Regions from separate parts of the Mus musculus genome. Here region 2 is linked to region 1. Evidence: chromatin contacts called from public Hi-C data. All regions are on one chromosome and are shown on one strand. The core of a region is the stretch at or near the end of the contact, and the rest is flanking DNA. Distances in the headings are between cores, read along the strand shown.

What was found. A called contact is a pair of places that touch in the nucleus more often than the background predicts.
Region 2: a Hi-C map of uterus shows a contact between it and region 1, with 2.0 times the contacts expected there. The contact joins two enhancer-like sites. A contact is called at or near these places in 1 of 15 datasets of contacts at CTCF or cohesin (the NIH/3T3 cell line), 13 of 484 Hi-C or Micro-C datasets (the 3T3-L1 cell line, the HL-1 cell line, the HPC-7 cell line and 5 more), 2 of 115 datasets of contacts at active chromatin or transcription factors (the HPC-7 cell line and embryonic stem cells) and 2 of 9 other capture datasets (adipose tissue and embryonic stem cells).

What each region holds. Positions count from the first base shown.
Region 1 is chr6:88,341,323-88,345,486 of GRCm38.p6, forward strand. All of the region lies in intron 4 of Eefsec (eukaryotic elongation factor, selenocysteine-tRNA-specific), which reads right to left. Among named protein-coding and RNA genes, the nearest start is that of Eefsec, 100 kb to the right of the region's middle. Within about 2 kb of position 2,344, at least 106 of the 459 cell types and tissues checked have an H3K27ac peak or open chromatin away from gene starts, as enhancers often do. A contact at or near this core is called in uterus, where this site is marked.
Region 2 is chr6:88,425,427-88,429,590 of GRCm38.p6, forward strand. All of the region lies in intron 1 of Eefsec (eukaryotic elongation factor, selenocysteine-tRNA-specific), which reads right to left. Among named protein-coding and RNA genes, the nearest start is that of Eefsec, 19 kb to the right of the region's middle. Within about 2 kb of position 1,950, at least 4 of the 459 cell types and tissues checked have an H3K27ac peak or open chromatin away from gene starts, as enhancers often do. A contact at or near this core is called in uterus, where this site is marked.

The sequences.
Region 1 (4,164 bases), core at 1,094-3,593:
CCTGATAGAAAGAGGTCTGGCTGGGAGCCACAATTCAGTGGAATTCAGCAACTTATCACACATCCCTGAGCTATAAAGACCAGAGGAGCAGAAGGTTCAAGCTATCAGCCATGACCCAGCCTGGCGCACAAAGCCCAGGGCAGGCCACAAGATACCTGATTGCCCGTCCTTGGAACATAGCTTCAACAAGTCAGGATCTTGAGAATCCAGATCAAGGCTCCATAGCACTGACCAGAAGGAAGGGTCCTCACTGCTAAGTCCTTCAGGAAGTCACCTGAACCACCTCAAGCACTGTTCTTCAACATAGGGTTCCACAGAAAAGCTCTCCAGGAACTTGGGCCAGGCCCAAATCCCTTTCTAACTGGGGTGTTAGAATCTCCAAGAAGCAGATCGCGGTATGCCCACATTTTCATCTGCTATGACACCCCTGCCCCTCCTCTACATACAGTTTCTGGAAATAAACTGCTTGAATTGGTGGATGAAAGTGGTCTCTCTATATATACCACAGTCTAAGTTAAAACTGAGGATGACCATGAAGGCCTGCAGAGCCCAAAGCTAAGAACTGCCAAGAATTGCTATAGGGCAGGGTTCTCTTAGGATCCACAAAGCAGCTGGGAAGACCAAGAGTGCTTCAAACCATGTAACACTCACTTACAGGAGCTACAGAGGCTGGGTGGAAGGTACATACACACTGGAGCAAGATCTACACATAAAATATGTGATTTGACTTCTTATAGCCATGATTTCTCTCTCCTTGCCTATTAAAGAACAGGAAGTGCCTGGTTTTGGTGTCTGAGGAAGAGCAAGTAGGCTTTGGTAAACAAGTAGGCTTTGGTATCACTGTCATAGCAGAAGCCAAGAGTACTAAAGTGCTGCATCTATACAGAGAAGACAGGAGCCCCTGAGAAAAGGACAGAACCATCTATATATGCACAGGAGGTCACAGACCGCAGATCTGGTGCACTAAACAACAGACCATGTGTGTTTCTTGAGAAGGGCACACAGATACAGAACCAAAGGCTGGGAGCTGAAAGGGAAAACAGCTGGAGGGGAAGTGAGGAGTGATGCTCATGACCAGAGCAAGGCTGCCACTTGGAGAGCAGGTCCAGCACAGGGGGGCCCAGATCTGGGCTACCTTGCAGTAAGCCTCAGCTGTGCTAAGCTCCAAGTGGGTCAGACTCGCCTGTAGATAGCACACAAAAGCACTGGGTGGCCACAGGCCCACCAGAACAGGGAGGCCCCACCAGAAGCTTCCCCAGCATAGAATGGCTTTGCAGGGCCTAGGCTGGGTGAGGGCACAAAAGGGAGGTAATGGAGACATGGGAGAATGGAACAAAAGTTCTTCTTTCTCTGACTCTTTATGTTTTTTTCTTTCATAAAAGCCCCACGAGAAACAGATGACTGCTGGCTCGTTGTAAAGAGTTAAACACCAATTACACAGACTAAGACATGAAAGCTCTTTGAGCTCCCTAAATTCCACTGCCTGTCACTCCCCCAAGATAGCCACTGCTCGCACTGTGCTGTCTCCTTCCAGACCTCTTCTGACGCATTTGTACAAACTTGAGTGCATATGTAAATGGAGCCAAGTTCCATGGCGTTCTGAAACCTGCTTCTGCACCTGGCTTTGCATCTACTCCAGCTATTTAGATAAGTCTCTGTCTCCGTCTATCACTTGACGCCAGCAGTGGGCTTTGCACACAGGTTGACCATTACTCTCACGTCATTGCTACCTGATCTGTACAGGCTTTGCCTCCACACTTATGACCAGAGACTGATATGGGCTACACTTGCTGTGCTGGGAACTAGCAGGTGGAGGAGTTGGGGACTGGGAGGAGCAGGGGAGTGTGGGCAGACAATGGTGAACACTGTATATGCAGCCCTGGGCAAATCTGGCTTCCCTTCTGAAGTGCAGCTGCCTGTCCACTATTCATCCCTAACAACACTTTAAGAATAGCCCAGTAATGGATGGCCATCCTTTCCCAGGAGGGTTGTTGGCTGAAATTACCTGCTGTAGACCTATGGCTGTTCACAATGGTTTTCCCAATCCCAGACAAGCAGACTCCCAGAATGTTGGAGGGATTTTGAATCGTCACAAATGGGCTGGGAGGAATAGTGCTGCTGACACCCAGTGGGTAGAATCCAATGCCACTGTTAAATCTTCTATTTCTTATGGCTTAGGACAGAAATGGCCACATGCTGAAGTAAAAGGGCCTGCTTTTGGCTCAGCACCTGAAGGGTTAAGCAGCCTTGCTGCCCAGGCTGCCTGCCTGCCTGCCTGCAAGGACTGCATTAAGCAGGCCAGGAGATGGGCCTTGTTGCCTGCCCGCCAGCCGTATGGTTTGCATTAGCAGTGCTCTGCTTGGCAATGTTCCCTCTGGCAGCCTGCCTTCCCTCCCTGCCCCTCCACTCTCCGCCCCAGCTCAAAAGAAAATACCAGGATCCACATATAAAACCAGCGCACTCCCCTCCTGTCTCTTACCCCAGTCTTGAATCAAACAAGCTTTTAAACTCCTGACCTTCCGCCCAGGCACCCCAGTTTGTTTCACAGCGGCAGCAGTAGAGGAGGAGGCAGGAGGCTGGGAAGTAGGGGGCTGCCCTCTCTGTTACCTGGCCCTAGCAGGAAAGGGTTGCCTCTCTCAGGGGTCCCCAGAGGCACCCCCTCATCTTTCAGAATAGGGACAGCTCCTGAGGCAAGAGGCTGAGATATCAGAAGCAGCCCTAGCGGGTCCTCTATGGCTATGTTTTTAAAAAACTTTCCCAATCATCTCATACTAGAAGCCTAAGTACAAGGCTTGGATGTACTGACAGATAGAAAACTATCCCAAATGTTGAGCTGCAAACTTGTTTGTTAGCTTGCATCCTATCAAGCATGTGTGTGTGTGTGTGTTGGGGGAGGTTCCTTACATCTCTACTTTGTTGAAACCTAAGCCACAGCCCTGGCTACAAGCCCTGCTTATTTCCAGACCTTCAGGGATCTCATTCTTAGCAAGTGTACTGTTACTCAGCAGTAACTCAGACTAGAGGTCTGGGGTCATCCATCTCATGTCTTTCCCACACCATTTCTAAGTTCTAACCTTCACCAAGTCCTGGTAAGACTACCTCCTCAATACTTTTAAGGATCACTGTACTGCTATGCCATGGTCCACAGTACCTTGAGCTCCTCTCACCACGCGACCCTGGCATTAGCCTGGAAGCCTGTAAACCTGGCCTCAGCAGCTCAGCCTCTTCTCAGAAGTCTTTGCTCCCTCAGACTTGAGATGCCGGCTTTACCTTGTAGGCATCTGTGTATATGTCCCAGGGGGTGAAGCAGTAGATGGCAAGATCAGCAGCAGCACAGGCCAGGTAGGTCCTCAGCACTATGTCCACATTTGAGCTCTTCACAAAAGCTACCCTGAATAGCCAACCCAGGAAGAGGCTATATCATGGCTGTGTGCTAACAGTTCAGTGACCCACAAGGCAGACCCAGACTCCTGAATGGCCCTTGCCCAGAGTCAGCTCATTTAAATATTCTGAAGAAAAAAACAAAACAAAAACAAAAATACCCAAACTCCGAATGGACAGAATTTAGTTTTTAAAATAATATGTTATAATGGAGTATTTTACCAAAATTTCAAACAAAAGCAGGCAAGTGTCTCTATTTTAATAAGGCGTCTCACTTGCCTGCTCCCTGTAATTATTACAAGTTAAAGCCTGTGAACAATTACAGCAATGTTTACAGTGCTTTTACTGTTGTTTTATTTTATTTTTAAAGAAAGAATGTAAGTATTCAGTTTACGTGGTGCATTGGCTTTACAGATACTCAGGAAATACTCAACTTTCCTTTCAGGAGAAAAACAAAACCAAGGTTCCAGCTAAGGCCCAGAGTGAAACCAGGCAGGGTAGGGCTGAGCCTGGGCTATAGGTGTAGTTGGTGAGCTGCACTGGAGAGGGTCAGTAGCTTTCCTGTCCCTAGCCAGCAGGCTGGTTACCCAAGGTGAAGTAAGGAGGTGCTGGCATAGTACTTCCTGGGTCATGGAAGTACTGGCTGGGCCCCAGTCTCTTCCCAGGGATCACTGAGTAGTTGGGTCCCATGAATTGTGGAAGACTTCTAGCCTATTCTCAAAGGCAGCTAGCTCTCTTGCCCATTATCACTTCAATAAGGCACTCAGTGCCCTGCACTGAAGA
Region 2 (4,164 bases), core at 700-3,199, 84 kb after region 1:
TTTGTCCACCTTGGGAGGAGACACAGCTTCAGTACAATCTGCATCATTCCAGAAACTAAAACAGTATTGGACTTTTATTTCAAAAGGACACTTAAAAATTAAAGCTGTGACTCCCACCCTATCTAGCATGTAAAAACAAGCATCTTACTTGCCTGTGTTCCAGCAAAAACGCCTAGAAATGTATGTAAAATCCTAGCTTCCCTGCTCAGCTGCACACCACAATAATCACACAACCAAATATCCAAAGCGTGTACGACAGAACTACCAGGATACAATAACACGTACAGTACCAAGAGGGACTGGTGAATGATAATGCCGTTACAAGCAGAGAGGAGTCATGGGTCTGCTGTACAACAGCAAGGTTTTGACAGCCCAAGGAAAAAAGTCCATCTGAATTCTGTTAGAACTATAGAGATTCGACATGAATTTCTGAACCAAGGATCTACACATGCCATTTTGTCCTTGGATTTTACCTTCTACCCATTCTTTGTTTCCACAAAGAAATTTCATTTAGAAACTTCACCATATACCAAGTTTGGAGCTAAACACATAGCAGGAAATTTGGCTGTCGTCTAGGAATTCCAGGCTGGTGTGGATTGCTAGGGAGGTAAAACTGCAGTTCTCAGCACCAGGGTCCAGGCTACTCATCCCAAAAACTTCCAGTTTCACTTTGTGCGATGGGAGTCTTTTCAGGAAAAGTGTCATTCATTGTGGGGAAATAAAATGACTTGTATATTTTAAATCTCCTCCAAAAAGACAAATGCTTTGAGATGATTTAAAAAGCCATGCCTCCAAAATGATAAAACCTTCGTGGGGAAGACCGGCCCATGAGTCTGGACTCCAGGACTTCGTTGGAGCAGCGTCAGTGGCTGCACTGCATTTTGCTCAGTTTCTCCTGTATGAGTGTGTACACACTAGCTCGCAGTCTGTGCTGCCCTTTCACACTTTAGCTCTCCATGAAACCTAAATGTATATATATATCTGTCTTGTAAGACAAATTGACAAAAAAATATGCCTTTCTAATTGTAAAGACACTTTAAACCCACTGACTTTCTGCCCTGTTTAAGCAAGTGGCAGATTGCAAGAGTGAAGCGCGTGGGAGGTTCTCCAGAAGCTGATGAACTGATAGGAGCTCCTGCCATCCCTAAACCGTTCCTTACCATCCTCATTGTCAAAAACCTTCACAGACATGCAAATGTGGGCAACTGAAAGTCATCAAGACCTTTAAAACCCCCATAAAGATTTGATGCTTTGTGATAGTTAAAAGCTTTAAAATTCATCTTTTATATTTGGTGCATCTGGACATGAGTACGTCCCCCAAATCAACAGCAACCTGGAGGAGGGGACATTCCCTAATTGAAGCAGTGTTTTAGAAAAATATCCCAAAGCTTTATGAAACCCTCACCCTCACCAGACTTACAGACACTGGCCTACTTTAGGCTCTTATATATTAAGCTATTAAGGGCTTCTAAAAACCTGGTTTTAAAATAGCAAATCAAGAGAAAAATAGATTTCCAAAATTTGTTCATATAAATTCATTTATAAGTCTGTCTATAAGAATGACCCATGGTTCAGTGCACTCATTTATACTACAGGAAAAAACTTACAGGGTTTTGGAGAAAGACTTCCATGCTTATAGCTGGCGATGGGCAGTCCCAGGAGGCTGGAAAGTCTTATCATAGTAATGAAAAGAGCAGCAGGGGCTGCAATTATGTTTACTCCCCGAATACTGTATACTAGATATATGTCTTCTCATCCTCAAAATGGTTCTTTGATTTTGAAGACGGAAGTTGAAGTCCAAAGAAGTTAGTAATCGACTTCAGATCATACAACAAACACTGAAACCAGGACTCAAATTCCATTTCCCTGGCTCTTGGCCTCAAGCCTGTCAACTCCACCAGCTGCCTTTATGTTTCTCTGTGCTGTTCTGTGGAATCTCTTCCTTGGTGTCAGATGTTTTTTAAGAAAGACTCTGTTCCTTGCATCACACATTTCCATGACCAGAGCCTATAGGCTTCCAAACAACACAGGTCATGGATCCCTGCAGATTGGCCTCTCCAGAGACCAAGCACTGCTTTTCACACACCAACAGTCCATGTGTCTCTCCGTCCTTCTGTTACCTCACCTTTCACCACCACGGCCTTCCTCTAAACTCCACCACACTGGTGAAGTATGTTAATTTAGTCTCAGACAGAGACAAGCCTGTGTATATTATACATGGCATCAAACGCTGCTTATCTAGTATGCCTCCCACCAAAGGACAAGGAGAGTTTCTGACAAGATTTATTTTTATATGTATACTCTGATAGGATTTTAAAACCAAATTATACCTGTCATAAATTTACTGATTCAGATAAGCTCTATGTACAGCTTCACTTGTGGGATTCTACACACACACACACACACACACACACACACACACACACACACGTAATTATTCTCCCATTTTGAAGACAAGAAAACTGAGGTTGAGAGCTTAACTCTGTTAAGTAAGCACAGCAAGAGCAGAGCAAGGAAGGGCACAGACCTGGGTCAGTGCCAAGGCTAAACTGTGTGTCCCACCAGGAGCTCCCAACTGATACAGTTTCCCTCCCTCCTGAAAGACCTGGCAAGCTTCCCTCTGCAGAAGGCGTTTCTCCAAACAGGACCATGTCTTTTCCTTCGGGCTTTCCAGAGCCTGCATGTGTTGGGCTGGCAGAGCTCATATACCTGGGACTCATTAAATGGCAAGCAACTTTGAATTTGATCAATTCTTCCAGAGAGCCTCCACCTGGCCCAGAAGCCCAGGCCTACTTTACCCAGAGGTAAAGCCCATCCACATCCAGCCTCCCCCAAAGCTCAGCGACCCTGACATCATCCTGTAACCATGCACTGTCCTGGCTACTCCACAAGGAACTGTACAACCACACTCCAAAAGCAACATGCAGCACTTTGCACAAGCCAAGGCAGAACAGGGCAAGCACCTGGTATGGCCCTTGAAAGCCACGATATATGCTGGAAAGGAGATACAAGACCACACAAAACACCCCAGCATCAGGGAATCTCCAAACTATGACACTGAGTTCCCTGGGACTAGCTTAGACAAAAGCAGGGTCTCTATAGGGCAGCAGGAAAAGAGGGAGGAAAGGGTAAGCAGGGGAGATGCAGGAGATGAGAGAGAGAGGAAAAGGAGAGGAGAAAAAGAGTGGATGCCAACCTCAGATGGGAAAAAGCAGATGTGTTCTCCATCCTGTTCCATCACCAGGGAAAGCAGGGAAGTATTCCCCCTTCCTCTTCCTCACCTTAAAAAATAAGAATTTCATTTCCTAGGGCTGGAGTAATGGCTCAGCGGTTAAGAGCACCGACTGCTCTTCCAAAGGTCCTGAGTTCAATTCCCAGCAACCACATGGTGGCTCACAACCATCCGTAACAATATCTGACTCCATCTCCTGGAGTGTCTGAAGACAGCTACAGTGTAACTGATATATAATAAATAAATAAATCTTAAAATAAAATTTAAAAAAAAAAGAATTTCATTTCCTTCTCTGAAACATCATTCTTGCATAAATTAAATGTTATTTCCTGGTGCCAGCAGTGCTGAGGGAAAGAATGCCTGACCATCCCAAGGACCCTAAAAGGCAGCTATATCCTGATGCTAAACCCTGCAGGCCTCCAACCCCCAGGCACAGGGCCTGAGAGGTCGGCATCCATTTACTGGTATCCCAGTTGCTACTGCAACTCTCACATACACTCAGGGTATGTCCCCTCATCTGGTAAAGAAAGCAAGATTAGGGAAGGCTCATTTATGTGATCACAGGATGGCTTGCCCAACATTCCCACTTAAGGTCTTTGGGCTTCATGTGCATAATTTGATATAATTCACTGTCTATACACCTCTTAGCTCCCTATGAAGATCTAGAAGCAGACCTGTCTTCCCTACCCTCCTAACAGAATGCAATGCTTAAGGCACAACATGCAAAGCTTATGGAGTGGGACAAACACAAGAAAGTCGACTGACCTCAAGACCCAAACAGAAAACTGTCTCAAAATTTCACCACAAGCAATGCTTACGGAGGGAACTCTACTATAAGGGAACTCGTCAGAACAATGACTCTATCTACATTCCAGACAGAACAGCACCCAGACCATTCTCTCAGAGATACACTCTATCTCTGTCAGCATGTG